5 separate regions of the Mus musculus genome follow, and all the other regions are linked to region 5. Evidence: chromatin contacts called from public ChIA-PET, HiChIP or PLAC-seq and promoter capture Hi-C data. All regions are on one chromosome and are shown on one strand. The core of a region is the stretch at or near the end of the contact, and the rest is flanking DNA. Distances in the headings are between cores, read along the strand shown. Region 1 overlaps Hmg20a (high mobility group 20A). Region 2 holds the start of Lingo1 (leucine rich repeat and Ig domain containing 1). Region 3 has its middle 74 kb from the start of Gm31529. Region 4 has its middle 7.7 kb from the start of Gm26868. Region 5 holds the start of Tspan3 (tetraspanin 3).

Region 1 (2,700 bases), core at 147-2,646, 300 kb before region 5:
ATGAGAAGTTGACAGACTAGGACACCCAATGGTCTTCTCTATATGCACAAATGTGTGCACATGTACACACATGAGAATACGCGACACATACATACACTACACATCATACAAATAAATGTAAACAAGCCCAGTTTTAATAAGCATGGCATACTTTGGAAAATCTTTTATTCATGCTCTAAACTGTTTTTTCCCATTCTTCCCCCCTCTTTCTTCCTCCTCCTCCTCCCCCTTTTTCATTGAATATTTTCTTTATTTATATTTCAAATGTTTTCCCCTTTCCAGGTCTCCCCTTCGGAAGCCCCTATCCCATGCCCCCTCTCCCTGGCTCTATAAGGGTGCTCCCCCACCCACCCACTATCTTCCCTGGCATTTTCCTACATTGGGACATCGAACACCTTCAGGCCTGAGGGCCAGTCCTCCCACTGATGTCCAACAAGGCCATCCTCTGCCACATATTTGGCCAGTGCCATGGGTCTCTACATGTGTACTCTTTGGTTGGTAGTGCCATCCCTGGGAGCTAAGTGGGGGTTGGGGGAGGGTCTGGCCAGTTGACACTGATGCTTCCTCCATGGGGTTGCAAACCCCCTCAGCTCCTTCAGTTCCTTCTCCAGTCCTCCATCGGGAACCCCACGCTCAGTCCAATAGTTGGCTGCGAGCACCTGCCTCTCTATTTGTCGGGCTCTGGCAGAGCTTCTCAGGAGACAGCCATATCAGGCTTCTGTCAGCAAGCACTTCCCGGCATCCACAATAGTGTCCAGGATTGGTGGCTGCATATGGGGTGGATCCCTAGATGGGGCAGTCTCTGGATGGCCTTTTCTTCAGTCTCTGCTCTACACTTTGTCTCCATATTTCCTCCTGTATTTTGTTCACCCTTCTAAGAGGCACTGAAGCATCCACATTTTGGCTTTCCTTCTTCTTGGGCTTCATATGGTCTGTGTCTCTAAAGTGTTCTTTAAGAAAGTAAACAACTTTAACTTATTATTGTTGTGTGTGCATTGCATGTGTGTGTGTGTACCACGGTTTTTGTGTGGAGGTCAGAGGTTGTTTTTCCACTGTGAGGTCTGTGCAGCAAGTGTTTTTACCCACTGCCCCATCTCCCCAGGCCATCAAAAGCATTCCTTTCCTGTAGAGATTTTTAGGTGGAGTGACCTAGAGGGGCTGAAACCTTGAGCAAGATATTTAGCCAATCACTTCAAGCTAAGATTTCACCATTGTGGACAGAGACAAAACTGCTGACTTAACTTACAAAGCTTAACTGACTTAACTTACTGAGAGGGATTAAGCTGAAAGTACTTCATAAACAGGCTACGACAGCAAGCGTTTGGAGAAGTACTATACGCAGTATTATTATTACAACACTACCAGCTCTTAGTCCCTCATGAATCATGCTCGGATTACATGGCAACAAACCGAGCCCTTCAAAAAGGAAATAGTGCAAAGGAAGCAGAGGGCGGAAGGCACACTGATGTGGTTCTGAGTCAGAGAAACCACACTTCCAGGTCAGAAACGTGCACCACTTCACTGCCACAACGCACAGCACGAATAGCATGCACCTGCGTCCAGCAAACAGCTCGGCTTAATTGAAGAAAACATATAAATCACAGGAGCCTGAGGTTATCGGACTGCAAGGATAAAAGGACAAAGAGACAAAGAGAGTAATTTCATTTAGCATATCTCTACAGAGAAGGATTTTTCCCTTTCAAGGTTTACCACCGAGGGCTTCACCCCATACAGTTAAAAGCAGCAGCCGCCGCCAATTCATCACGAAAGTGATATTCACACAAAACACTCAATAGTGACCCCAAACATCAGCCCCTTAAGTGGAACTGCAAAGCACTCAAGAGAGAAGGCGGCAATCAGTGGGTGAATTGAGATGTGAAGGAGGGATTTTACTGAGGCGGCCCTGGGCAGTCCTCCGTGCTACTGGGGAGGGGCGATTAAGGCCAGCACAGCAGCCAGAGCCAGCCAGTGTTCATCCTGGGGGGGGGCGGGGGGGGGAATCGGAACAGCTGCAGGTGATGCCGCCCCACATTCACACCGCTCGATGGTTTAATTCCCAAACACTAATACTGACGCTTTATTTCTTGTCTTAGTTGAGTTCACGTCTAAACGTATTATTTAGCAGACCAAGATCCATCCATAGCTGAACATGACAAAAGAAGCTTCTCTATTTATCTTGGGAACTCCGGCACACAGGAAGCCTGGAGGCAGAGGAGGCAGGCCTTCATGCCATGTGCAGAAGCTTGAGAGCATCTTCAGTTTCTTCAAGACAAGGTATTTTTTTACAGTGGAATGGCTCTAACAAGTACTGGAGAATTCCACTTGTTTTCTAGAATGATCCCAACTCACATATACCTAAGTTTTAATTCATATTATTTAAGACCAGACGAGAGGTTACCAATCCAGTGTTAATAATGTTCATTTAACTTGGTTCCTTCCCCACAAAGAGAGAGAGATACCATAGTCTAACAGTCACACAGCCTCCAGCCTAAAAAGGACTTGGTCAATGTATTTCTAAAAGTGTCCCTAGAAGTCACTGGCCTTCCAAGAGCCTCAGAACTGGGCATCTGAAGCTTTTTGGCACCATTTCCACATTCCTAAAGGGATATATTATTTGGCAGAGAACAAATTAAGTGTTTTTTTTTTTTTCCTCACTGTGTCAACATGGCCTTCTTAAGAGTGTTTTCCAGATATCTTAAG
Region 2 (2,700 bases), core at 41-2,540, 470 kb before region 5:
GATCCTTGCCCACCCCAGAAAGACAGGCCTTGCGCTGGTCTCTTCCTGCCCTGCTCAGCTTCCTTCTTTGCCTGCCTACAAACTATCGGGAGTGCTGAGGTGCTAATGGGGAGAAGGGAACTCTGCCTTGTGGTGTCTTCATTGATGGTTATTCTAATCAATCTGGCATGGTTTTAAGGGGCATCTGGCTTCAAGCAGATGGAAAGAGGTGCAGTAGATAGATGAGGTCCCAACGGGTTGCCTGCCTACACCGCAGCCCTTGCCAGGCCACCCTGCCAGGCTAGTCTCTGATCTGTGGCCCAAGAAGAGTTTGGGTCTCTATGTAAAGGTCTTGTTCTGTGGAGCCATCTGAAGATGTGGTACCCACCAAACTCAGTATTTATTTTAGGGAGTTAGATGGTAAATAGCTAAGCCCAGACCGAGGATCTATACTGCCCTCTGCTGGTCACTTGGTAGAGTGCCACCGTCCGGAGCCTGGCAGATAGGCCTGCTGCCCTCTGCTGGACAGGAAACCCGACGGGGAGGGGACTGGGATGCTAAAGCAGATTCTAGACCTGGCCTCCCGGTAGACCCACTTAGCCAGCTCGGCTTCCACATCCCCTTCCTGTGCTTCCCGGCGGCCGGCCTCACCCTAAGATCCCTAGGAAGCAATGGTGGTGGTGGTGTGGTGTGGTGTGGTGTATGTGTGTGTGTGTGTGTGTGTGTGTGGTGGGGGGTGTCCTGGACATTTCGAGAGGAGGGGTCAAGACCTGACCCTCCTCAAGCTGTCCTCTAAACAACCGTGATCAGGTTGGGGGGTGTGGGGGCTGTCTGTCCACGTGCGTGTGTCGGTCCACACGGCAGTGTGCAGTGACCCCAGTTAACACGTGTGAACACACGCGCTCACATGCACACGCATGTGGCCAGAGACAATCAAACGCGAATGGGTGCACGCACTCTGGGAAGACCGCGGGCTGGGCTGGCTTAAGACTTGCTGGAGCCTGGGACCCAGAGGGGCGCTGCGTGGTGCAGGGCGGGAGCGCGGGGGCGCCGGCCCGGGAGCGTTCTTCGTCTGCGCCCCGCTGCCACTCTCGCTGCGCCCTGGGCGCTGGGCAGCTGCTGGGGCGCTCCTCCATCTTCGTCCGGTTCTCTGAAAGAAGGACCCCCACCCAGGTTTTGCGGCCGCGCCTTCTCTCTCCTCCCCCGCCCGGCTCCAGAGCTCGCTCACTAGCTCCCTCCCTCCCTCCCTCTGTCCCTCCTCCCTCCCTGGCTCGCTGCTCGCTCCTCTCGCTCCCTCCCCACGCCGCGGCAGAGCGCGGAGCCCGAGCGGGAGCCGGCGCGGGAGCCGGAGCGGGCGGCAGCTCAGGAGGCGGCCGGACCTGGACCCGTCCCGGTCCCGGAGCGCGCGGAGTCCCCACCCGCGCCGCTCGGGCCCCTCTCCCGACGCGGGGCTCAGAGCAGCATGCGCGGCAGCTGCCCACCGGTCCCAGCCCTGGCCCCGGCCCCGCTGCAGAGAACGCCCGGCCTCGACCCCGGCCCCAGCGGTAGAGGCGGTGGCGGCCGCTCCCGGCCGGCCCAAGGGACAGAGCCAGGCTCCGGGAGCCCGCAACACTCGTCCTGAGAGCCCCGGCTCCTCAGCCCGCTACGGCCAGGGCCTCGGCCTCCGCCCCCGACTCCCGAGCTCCTGCCCTAGAGTCGACTGGGCTCCCGCCCGCGTGGGACAGACAGACGGACAGCCAGCCCTGCGAGGGCGCGCGGACCGGGCGGAGGTGTTGTAGGAGGAGACCGAGGAGGGGGGCTGGGCTGGGGCTGGGGCCGCGCCGGCAAGAGAGACATGCGATTGGTGACCAAGCCGAGCGGACGGACAGCGCGCCCGAGATGCAGGTGAGCCCCTCCGTCTTGGCCGAGCCCGAGTCGGCAGCCCTGCGGCGAGCTGGGAGCTGGAAGCTGCTGTCGGCCCAGGCTTCACCCTCATGGGGCTATGTAGGGCACCTTGTACCGCCCAGACCCCCTTTGGGGTCGCAGGCCTGACCCTCAAGTTTCAAATGATTTTCCCATTTCCGTTCCGCTGGTCCTAACAGATCCCTGGTTGGCAAGCTGGGACCCGTGGTCAAGGAGAGATCCCTACCATTCCTTTCCATTCCTGCCCTGGTGCCCCCTAAATCATCCTCCCATTCTGGGCAGTGGTCACCCAAGAGGATATGTTCTCTCAGCTCTGGGTGAGTCCCTTTCGGTGGACCAGAGACCACTCCCCAGCCCTGGCTAATACCCTTAAGCTTGAGGACACAGCTAGCAAACAGTTTCTCCCCAGGCTCTAGGATTGCCCCTCTCTCCACAGGAACCTTGTCAGCCTCTTTCTGGCTCCTTTCTCGCTCCGCCTGGATGAAAGGGAGGTGGAGGGCGGAAGAAAAGGGAGGGGGGAGTCCAGTTGAGGAAGACCCAGGAACCTTCGGGGCTCCCCTTTGTCTTCGTTCAGCCGGGCTTCTCACCTCCTCCTGCCCCACTTTTCATTCCTAGGGAAATGGGTGGGAAGTGGGAGCCTGCTGAGAAGGGGGGAGGTGAGGAAGGAGCCTCCTGTGTGTGTCCCCCCAAACGCACCCTATTCGGGTGGGTTTTGGGCTTCCTGCCCTCTAAGACACCCAGATGTTTCTTTCTGGGCGGGTCCCACTTTGAGAAGGGGAGGGGCCAGGCAGGTAGGCAGTCCCCTGGGTCTCTTATTGC
Region 3 (2,753 bases), core at 21-2,520, 350 kb before region 5:
CTCGGGGGAATGCAGCCAGGAATTTAGATGCTATTTATTGTATTTCCTTTTATCAGTCAAATGATTTTCTTATTTCCCACGTAGATAAAGATCTTGCGCTCCCAGCTTCGGCTTGTTGACCTTGTCAGGACCGCTGTGCTGTCTGGAAATTGGTCCCAGAGAGAGAGAGAAGGGCATTGTTGTTAGGGGCTGTTTGGTGGTTTGGGTTTTCAGTCCTCCCAGCAGAGAGGAGCTCAGTTTGCCAAAAATAAACAAATAAAAATCTTCCCCTCAAAACAGAAACTGATTGTCTTATGCCTTCTATTTTTCTCTTGCAAAACTGAAAGGTTGTCCAATAAGTTTGCTTCAGTAGCTTTCTGCACCTGGCTTGGGAGCTTGGGCAGCGCGCGCGCGCGCGCGCGCGCGCACACACACACACACACACACACACACACTTCTCTCCCTCCCCTCTTTCTTCCTCATTTCTTTTCCTTCACCGTTTCCCTTCCTTTCTCCTCCTCTCCCTCTCTTCTTCCTCTTTATCTCCCTCCTTCTCTCTCCCTCCTCCCTCTCTTCCTCCCTACGCCCTTCCTTTTCTCCCATTTTCTACCTCTTTCCTCTCTCCTTCTCCCCTTCTCTCCTTCTCTCGCTCTCTGTCGTTTCCCCTCCCTCAACCCGGCGAATCGACTCTGGCAGTGCTGCAGAGCCTTCTTCTTGGCAGGAAACAGGGCAGAGGGCGGGGCCTCCCTCTGTCTGTGTTGCCAGCTCCTGGAGGTGGAGATGCCAGTATGCCTGAGCTGAGCCATGGCAGCTTCCACTCTGCTGGAAGCCTCGGAGGCAGCCAGGCCTCTGCCAGCGCCTTCCAAGGGCACAATGAGGCCACAGGGCTGCCTCTCGGCCAGAGGCCTCCTCGTGGGCACGCTGCCCCTATTGTCTCGCCTGGCTTGGGATTGCTGGCTAGGTTCTCATGCAGAAGTCAGCGCCACTGCCTCTCACCTCGGAACTAGCTCAGCAGATGCTGCGGGAGGCTGGAGTTTTATAGCAAATCCTCATTTTTGGCTGGCTCGCAGCTACAGAACATCAAAAGAACCAGCTAGTCCGAGGGCAGCCAGCCTCTTGCAGGCTCGCAGTGGGAAGAAAAAGGAGGTGCAAGGCCTCCAGCATGCCACGGTGAGCCAAGGTTTTAACCAGGAACTTGCTTTCCAGACCCCTCGGGTCCTTTCCCTCCACCGCGGTGCTGTCTGATCTGGACAGCAGAGGGCGCTGCTTCCTCTGACAGCACAGCGACCCAGTCTGGCTTCCCACATCTGGAAATGGGCTCTACCACTCTTACGAAATACCAGAGAGCCGGGGATCTGTCTGTGTGAGACGTGCTGGCACCCGAATGCACACGCATACACATCATGAATTCCACTTTCTCATGAGTTAGATTTCCCGTGAAGAGCGCTTGTGGAATGTGGGGAATTTGCCTTGCCAAGGCGGCCAGCACATCCTATTCTTGGGCTTGTCTGGCCCAGGTTGGAATGCTTGGATGGACCACCCTCTGGTCTGAAGCCTTTACCCTCCCCTCCCACGTGGAGAGGGGAAGAAAAATGGGAGACCTCCCAGATCTTTTTCTCAAGGGAAGAAAATTAAAAATGTTCAGCGCTGACCTTATAGGCCTTCCTGATGAAAGCAGATGTGGACAGCCAAGCAGCTTCCTAATTACAAGAGATTAGGAACGCCAAAGTGACAAGCCAAGGATGGAGGAGGACAGGGCTGAAGCCAGCCAAAAGCCCTCGTTGCTATTCTGAGTCTGCTCTCCAGACTTCTGAAAGCTGCATGCATTTAAATGTCCACATTTTCTGCAGAAGCCAGAAATCTCTACTTCTCTTGGCCAAACAACACATCAGTCTAATATGGTGTGAGAGAAATATGTTACATTCTTTTATGAACAGAATGTTAACATCAACCAGAATCAATATTTATATCCAAGAACACAATGAACTGGCTTGTTTTGGACTGCACGAGTTTAAGACTGGGACATTGGGAAAGAGTGGGGGGCCCTTCCCTCCCCACCCCTGAAAGACAGACAGGCTGAGGCTCAGGCATCCCAAAAGCGTTCTGCTTGGAAGTCTGGCCTTGGGTCCTTTCCCTGCCCTGCAGGGCTCCTGTCTCTTGGGATTGTAAGAAGAAACCAGAGCAGCAGGCGAAGCCGGATTCCATGATGAGGTGCAGGATGTGAACCCGCATCCTGTAGGCAGGTCAAGGCCTCCTCCTGTCAAGCTAGGAGAGAAGGGCCAGGGCCAGGCCTGCATCCGGCCTTTCCTGCTGAACTCAGACTACTAGGTGCTGACACAGGACAGAGGGACACTCGGAAGCTGACAAGGACCAGAAGGGAGTGTTGCCCCTATGTAGGTGGATTTTTTTTTTTTTTTTTTTTTTTGGACCAGGCAGTTACTTTCAGGTGAGGCAGGGGCTGGGAAAGAGGCCGAAGCATCCCTACCTCCATCAAATAAATGTCTTTATTCCTTCACATTGACTTTTTTTTTTTCTTCCAACTTTTCCTCCTCTGGAGTCAGCTACTTGCTCCCTGCATGTAAAATCTTTACCTAATTAAAACAAAAACAAAGGTCTTTCCCAGATGATCTTGTGTTTCCTGGCAACACTGAATCTCAAAAGGGAACTTCCTCTCCACCCTCGCAACCCATGGACTCAACGGGGGCTCCTTTTCCCCAGCAAACCAGCCCTCTTGGTTTTGTGATGAGGCACTGAGTACTAGACCCTTGCAGCAA
Region 4 (2,708 bases), core at 33-2,532, 440 kb before region 5:
TCTTCTTCCACCTTTATACAGGATCAAATTGAAGTCATCAGGTGTGCACAGAGAGTGCCTCAACTCTCCAAGCCATCTCCCTGGCCCTCCAAGTTTCATAAGCTGGGTGTGTGGTGGCCCATACCTGCAAGTCTAGCACTCAGGAACCTGAGCTTGGAGGACAAAAAGTGATACAATCTAGGAGTCTTGAAATAATACAGTCTAAGGGTCTTGGTCCGGTTCATTTTCTTTGCCAGTTAAAGAAGTAAATGCCAGGAGAGATTTGAACCGCAACAGGTGGCAGCAGAGAAACCTCAAGCTCCGCAAACAGAACCAGCAGTTGAAGGAAGGTGTTTGTTGTGGGTGAGGAAACACACATGCAGACACCACAGAGAAAAGACTCTGCAAAGCAGAGGGGAACTTGGGAAGCCAAGAAATCTTGTCTCTTCTCCAGGGCTGGGCTTTTAAAGCCTCCGGAGAGTTTTCCTCCCTACTTTAGGGTTGGTCAGTTAAAGACAGGATGGTTGATTGATCTACAGCTGGTGTGAGCAGGCCTTGACTTGTTGAGCCAGTCTATCAGCAGGGGACCTACTGCTGGAGACAAAAGCTATCAGGCTTTTGTTTCAAGTCAGGAGGATGAGGAAGATGGTGGCAGTCTTGGAAACTGACCACATTCATTACCTAACCACAGCCCCTCTGTCTGTGTCTGCCTACCAGGGAGTCTTTCTAACTCTTGATCTCTCAAAAATTCAAACCTGGGATACATAGCAAGATTCCGTCTCAAAAACTAAAAACAGTAACAACTGAAACAAGAATTATATTACAAGAGAGGCACAGTGGTGCATGCCTTTGACTCCAGCACTTGGGAGGCAGAGGCAGGTAGATCTCTGAGTTAAAGGCAAGCCTACATGACAGCAAGAACTACATAGAGAGATGCTATCTCAAAAGAAATACAATTTAAAAAATAAAATAATTGTATCACAAAGAATATACAAGGTAAACACAAAGAAGTCAAAACAGAAACCCTACTTTAAAACATATATAACATATATAAGGTCTAGTTTCTAACCCGTCATAGCCACACACATAGAGGCAGGACTCAGTACTGGCTGGCACTCCCTCTGTAGGCTCCAGTCAGTTTGCCTTCCATGGACAGGCTCCTTGACTCCCAGGAGCATATTGACACCAAAGACTCCAAACCTGCTTCCCAGCAGGAACTACCGGCCTTTCCCACACAGAGCACTTCCTCTTCCACAGCCTATGTTGCTCTGAGGTCAGGGAGTGGGTGAGTTCCTGTCGCTGTCCTCCACTCCAAAGCTGCAACAGCTGGAAAGGATGATGGTGGCTCTGGCCTCAAAACAGATGGTAAGAGACAGTACTTAGAGCGTCATCTCCAGGATGACACCCCCAGCTCATGGCTGGGTCCCATGTCCTATAGGGTGGAAGAGGTAGGAGATCTGAGCACAAATATGCCTTCAGGAGCAGAAGGAACAACAGCCTTCAGGGAAGTACAACCATTCATTCATCCACTTATCAAATGTTTACTGAATGCCTACTATGTGCCCGACAGTGTGCATACTGTATGAGTCATTAGGGACACAATGAAACACAGAACTGACAGAAGTCCATGTGTTGATCACTCTCACAGCCTAGCAACAGTGACAACAGCAACAGCTACTTCTTGCCAAACTCCAGAGTAAGCAGTCCTGGCTTTGTGGGCCACATATCATCTTTGTGGATTTGTCGGGTATATTTAACTTCTTTATTTTCTCATAATCCCTTAGAGATGTGCTGACTATTCTTATTCCTGGATCACTCCCAAACAGGTGGTTTGCTACGTGTGACACTCAGACCACAGTGCATCAATCCCTGGTGTATTGCAATGCTCTCCAGCTGAAAAGCACCATGGGATTCGGAGTTCATGTTAAATTTCTAGCAGCTACTTTGTAAGAGTTGGGTGAGATTCAATTTTATCGACACAGGCTTCAGTGAGTGATGTTATTAAAATTAAAGATGAGATCCTTTATTCACTTTTTAGCACCAACTCTTCATAACATGATGTGTATTGTATACTTATAGCATGTGGCAGCTCGGACCAGTCACATTTCCTGTGACCAAACAGCCCCCTGTGGCCAGCAGCCTCCATATTGGACAGCACAGGCTGAGTGGGAGAAACAGACAATAAACAAGATAAATAAGTCGGCTATGGCAATATTTGATGATAATCGCTTGAGCTAAAGCTGACCCTATGGCAATATTTGAAAGTGATGAGCGCTATGAAAGAAGACAGAGTGGAGAGGGAGGGGAGCGAGGAACTCTGGGTAGGAGTCCCTCTCATCCTGGAGATTTCACTCAGGCCCAGGGCCTTTCTTTCTCTCAAGTATGTGTATGTGGTGTATGTGTGCGCGCGTGTGTATGTGTGCATGTGTGTGTGAGTGTGTATGCATGTGTGTGTATACACATGTGGAAGTCCAAAGTTGGCAAGTGTCTTCCTTGACTGCTCTCTCCATTTTATTTATGGAGTTGCTCACTGAACCCAGAACTTTCATATTCTGGGTAGCCTAGCAGAAGACTTCCGCGTGTGCTAGCTTTTATGCTTTTGTACGGGTTCTAGAAATCGGAACTCTGGTCCCCACATTTGCATGGCAAGCACTTTACCCACTGAGCCATCTCCCCAGACTACGCTAAGGATCTTCTAAGTGAGCCACAATGCTGTGAACCTTAGAGGG
Region 5 (2,700 bases), core at 95-2,594:
GGGAGGAGGGGTGGATGTTATTTATATCTCTCCCTGAGAATGGATTTAGCTGCACCTGTCACTCAGTACAGTGTTCTAGGTCTGACCCAACCATCGCGTCTCATGTCTGCTTGCCTCTTTGCTCATGGTATATCTACCCTCTTCTACTGGAATGAAAACCCCACATGGGCAAGCATTGTCTTCTTCCTCATGGTGGAATGCCATCACCTAGAATAGGTGCAGAGTGAGGTCTTGGGAACATGAGTGGGTCTTTGATAACATGGACATTGCTTGATACAGATGAATAGGATGCTGAGGTGCTTGGGTATTTCTGTGAATGCCCAGGGAAGATGATGAACCAGGGAGGCTACAGGAAAAAGAGATGTTTGAGGACAGGTAAAGAGGTCCCGAGTAAGGGAGAGTGCAGGACAGTGGCAGAAGTACTGTGTGTGGCTGAGGTGGCTTCTGCATTAGATCACTCTTCTATGTGTGGCTGCAGGCAAGTTTGGCATCCTTTCTAACCCTTAATTACCCTACCAGTAAAATTAGTCTGACAGTCATCTGAAGCTGGGGGAGGGGTAGTGGCATGAATGAACTAATAGTTAAAAGAAGCTAATATGCATGCAGCCAGCAGAGCGGAGGTCACATTGCCACCAAAGCTGATGACCTGGGACCCACAGGGTGGAAGTAAAGAACTGACTCCCAAAGTTGTCTTCTGACCTTTACTTCTGTGCTGTGGGATGTTTGTGGGTGCACACGCACATGCTCACACAGACACACACACACAGACACACACTCCGTTTTTATTTTTAAGGTGCTAATTGCTACCATTCATTTAAGATTACAGGAAAGAGCGCACATGTCAACATGTATGAAGATGTATCTGTAATTGCAAATCTCAGTCCAAAGAATAGAGCTGAAAGGGTGGCTGCCTTGCCCAACCATCTCTGCTTTGCTAGTGCGCCAGTGTTTTCTCCTTTCCTGATGATTTTTTTTTATCAGAGCTAGCAGAGCTTCTGGCATACTAAATTCTTCATAATCGTGTGTTGATGTCCACCGTATTTCTTCCCAACTTATATGGGGTGCTGCTTAGGTATCATGCAGTCACGAAAATCCTCATGTGAGGTGGGTCTTTCTAGGGAAGAGTAGTTAACAGAACAGAATTCTGTGGTCTTCCAGTCATTTGGTCTTGTAAAAGTAACTCAATAAGACGGGGAACGTGTTTGTCCCACTAGAAATTCCCCAGAAGAGGATTCTACACTCAAGGACGGTCAGAGGCCAGAAGAAAAGGCGCGGAGGCGTCGGCTCCTTTAAGAGGCGAGGCCACCTCGTTCTCCGCGGCGCTGATTGGCAGAAGCGGCCGCAGACGCGGGACTTAGTTGCCTGGGAACGGCCTAGGGGGCCTGCGGCGGGCTGCACGCAGCTGCGAGGTGCTTGCTGGGGCGGCGCGGGGGTCTGCGGGAACGCGGCTCGGGCCCAGCAGTTCTCAGCAGAGCCGCCGGCGCCATTGCCTTCTCGCTCGGTGAGCGCCGCTCCGCTCGCCCAGCCGGGCCTCCGCCGGCCGCCGGCACCATGGGCCAATGCGGCATCACCTCCTCTAAGACCGTGCTGGTCTTCCTCAACCTCATCTTCTGGGTGAGCTGGCGGGGAGACCGGACAGGGGAGGCCTCTGTGCGGCGCGTGGGGACCAGGCGGGCGCGGGAGCCGGCCGAGGGGTCGCCCGGGCCCTGCGGCCTCGGAGCTCTTGGTGAGGTCCTTCCAGGGCCCAGCAGAGGCCAGGACGGTGCCGACCGGAGGTCCCGGGGGGCCTCCGGTCCGCTGGCACGGTGCCAGGGTTACGCGGGTCGCCGCGGCGTGAGCCTGCGGGTCGCTCTGTTCTCAGGGCTGAGTCTGTCGGGACGCCAGGCCCGAAATGGGATACTCCCCTGTGAGTCGGGTCCGCTGTCTTTGTCTGAGTCCTCGCAGAGCCAGCGGCTGTCCCCAGGTCATGTAGCAGCTACGTGGGGACGCCTGTCGAGTCCCGGGCCAGGAATTTCGGCTTAGAGCTCTTTGTATAGAGTTGGTTGGCTGGTAAGCAGCCCAGAAAACGGAAAGGATTCAGCGTGAAACAGCAGAGCATTTCTTTGATCAAGAAAATCGCTGTTGTGGGGATGGGTAGCCTGAGGTTATAAACCCTTTTAAATGTATCAGCTGCCAGGAGATTTTTAAAGCAACCAATTCACTTCTATAAAAGGTTGCTCTTTGGAGGGGCTCGGGAAACCTGGCCCCAGAGAAAGTGCTTATAACCGACCTGTCTTGAGTCAGGTCATTATCTCACCTGGGACTTTTTACTAACCTGTTGTTCTTTGGCCCTCTCCTCCGTCTTGAATCCTTCTGGACTTTGCACCAGGAAAAAAAACTATCAAAAATGTCGTCTATCACATCTTTTTTTGTTTCTTAAAAAAAAAAAAAAGAACAGCTTAATATTAGAACAGTTCAACCTTTTTACTTTGGTACTCTTACTTAAAGTCTGGTAGTGTACTGCAGTATGACCCACACACTACTGTTGGGTGTTTTCTGATAAATTATTAATTATGGGCACACTACTGGTGATTTGGGACCCAACTGACCCTCAGGTTCTCAGGCTGGGATCAAGTTTCCTTTTTCCCAGGTTTGTTATAAACATTTGCCATGGGCAGTTTTCCCTGTCCACAGTACTCAGGATAGTCTTTGAACAGTCCC

What was found. Promoter capture Hi-C pulls out the DNA fragments that hold promoters and counts their contacts. ChIA-PET counts read pairs in DNA pulled down with a chosen protein or histone mark. HiChIP or PLAC-seq counts read pairs in DNA pulled down with a chosen protein or histone mark.
Region 1: a contact with region 5 is called in an RNA polymerase II ChIA-PET map of memory CD8 T cells, with 54 read pairs. The contact joins the enhancer-like site here to the promoter of Tspan3 in region 5. A contact is called at or near these places in 7 of 39 promoter capture datasets (the 3T3-L1 cell line, cranial neural crest, embryonic stem cells and 3 more), 3 of 115 datasets of contacts at active chromatin or transcription factors (bone marrow-derived macrophages, embryonic stem cells and memory CD8 T cells) and 3 of 9 other capture datasets (adipose tissue, liver and macrophages).
Region 2: a contact with region 5 is called in an H3K4me3 HiChIP or PLAC-seq map of embryonic stem cells, with 4 times the contacts expected there. The contact joins the promoter of Lingo1 here to the promoter of Tspan3 in region 5. A contact is called at or near these places in 7 of 39 promoter capture datasets (the 3T3-L1 cell line, cranial neural crest, embryonic stem cells and 2 more), 2 of 15 datasets of contacts at CTCF or cohesin (embryonic stem cells and large pre-B cells), 2 of 484 Hi-C or Micro-C datasets (bone marrow-derived macrophages and embryonic stem cells), 10 of 115 datasets of contacts at active chromatin or transcription factors (craniofacial prominence, embryonic forebrain, embryonic hindbrain and 4 more) and 2 of 9 other capture datasets (adipose tissue and macrophages).
Region 3: a contact with region 5 is called in a promoter capture Hi-C map of neutrophils, with 6 times the contacts expected there. The contact joins the enhancer-like site here to the promoter of Tspan3 in region 5. A contact is called at or near these places in 16 of 39 promoter capture datasets (the 3T3-L1 cell line, 3T3-L1-derived adipocytes, the C10 cell line and 10 more), 2 of 484 Hi-C or Micro-C datasets (the HL-1 cell line and bone marrow-derived macrophages), 11 of 115 datasets of contacts at active chromatin or transcription factors (the 230-238 cell line, bone marrow-derived macrophages, craniofacial prominence and 5 more) and 4 of 9 other capture datasets (adipose tissue, embryonic stem cells, liver and 1 more).
Region 4: a contact with region 5 is called in an H3K4me3 HiChIP or PLAC-seq map of bone marrow-derived macrophages, with 7 times the contacts expected there. The contact joins the enhancer-like site here to the promoter of Tspan3 in region 5. A contact is called at or near these places in 7 of 39 promoter capture datasets (the C10 cell line, cranial neural crest, embryonic stem cells and 2 more), 4 of 115 datasets of contacts at active chromatin or transcription factors (T-cell acute lymphoblastic leukemia, astrocytes, bone marrow-derived macrophages and 1 more) and 3 of 9 other capture datasets (adipose tissue, embryonic stem cells and liver).

Annotation. Positions count from the first base shown.
Region 1 is chr9:56,464,202-56,466,901 of GRCm38.p6, reverse strand. All of the region lies in intron 1 of Hmg20a (high mobility group 20A), which reads right to left. Among named protein-coding and RNA genes, the nearest start is that of Hmg20a, 47 kb to the right of the region's middle. Within about 2 kb of position 1,396, at least 178 of the 459 cell types and tissues checked have an H3K27ac peak or open chromatin away from gene starts, as enhancers often do. A contact at or near this core is called in adipose tissue, bone marrow-derived macrophages and memory CD8 T cells, where this site is marked.
Region 2 is chr9:56,634,238-56,636,937 of GRCm38.p6, reverse strand. It overlaps Lingo1 (leucine rich repeat and Ig domain containing 1), which reads left to right and starts at 1,290. Exons shown (of 2, transcript NM_001311076.1): 1 at 1,290-1,863. The coding sequence starts at 1,858.
Region 3 is chr9:56,504,643-56,507,395 of GRCm38.p6, reverse strand. No RefSeq gene overlaps it. Among named protein-coding and RNA genes, the nearest start is that of Gm31529, 74 kb to the left of the region's middle. Within about 2 kb of position 1,270, at least 268 of the 459 cell types and tissues checked have an H3K27ac peak or open chromatin away from gene starts, as enhancers often do. A contact at or near this core is called in 3T3-L1-derived adipocytes, the HL-1 cell line, adipose tissue and 13 more, where this site is marked.
Region 4 is chr9:56,597,600-56,600,307 of GRCm38.p6, reverse strand. No RefSeq gene overlaps it. Among named protein-coding and RNA genes, the nearest start is that of Gm26868, 7.7 kb to the left of the region's middle. Within about 2 kb of position 1,282, at least 17 of the 459 cell types and tissues checked have an H3K27ac peak or open chromatin away from gene starts, as enhancers often do. A contact at or near this core is called in bone marrow-derived macrophages, where this site is marked.
Region 5 is chr9:56,159,714-56,162,413 of GRCm38.p6, reverse strand. It overlaps Tspan3 (tetraspanin 3), which reads left to right and starts at 1,344. Exons shown (of 7, transcript NM_019793.3): 1 at 1,344-1,614. The coding sequence starts at 1,552.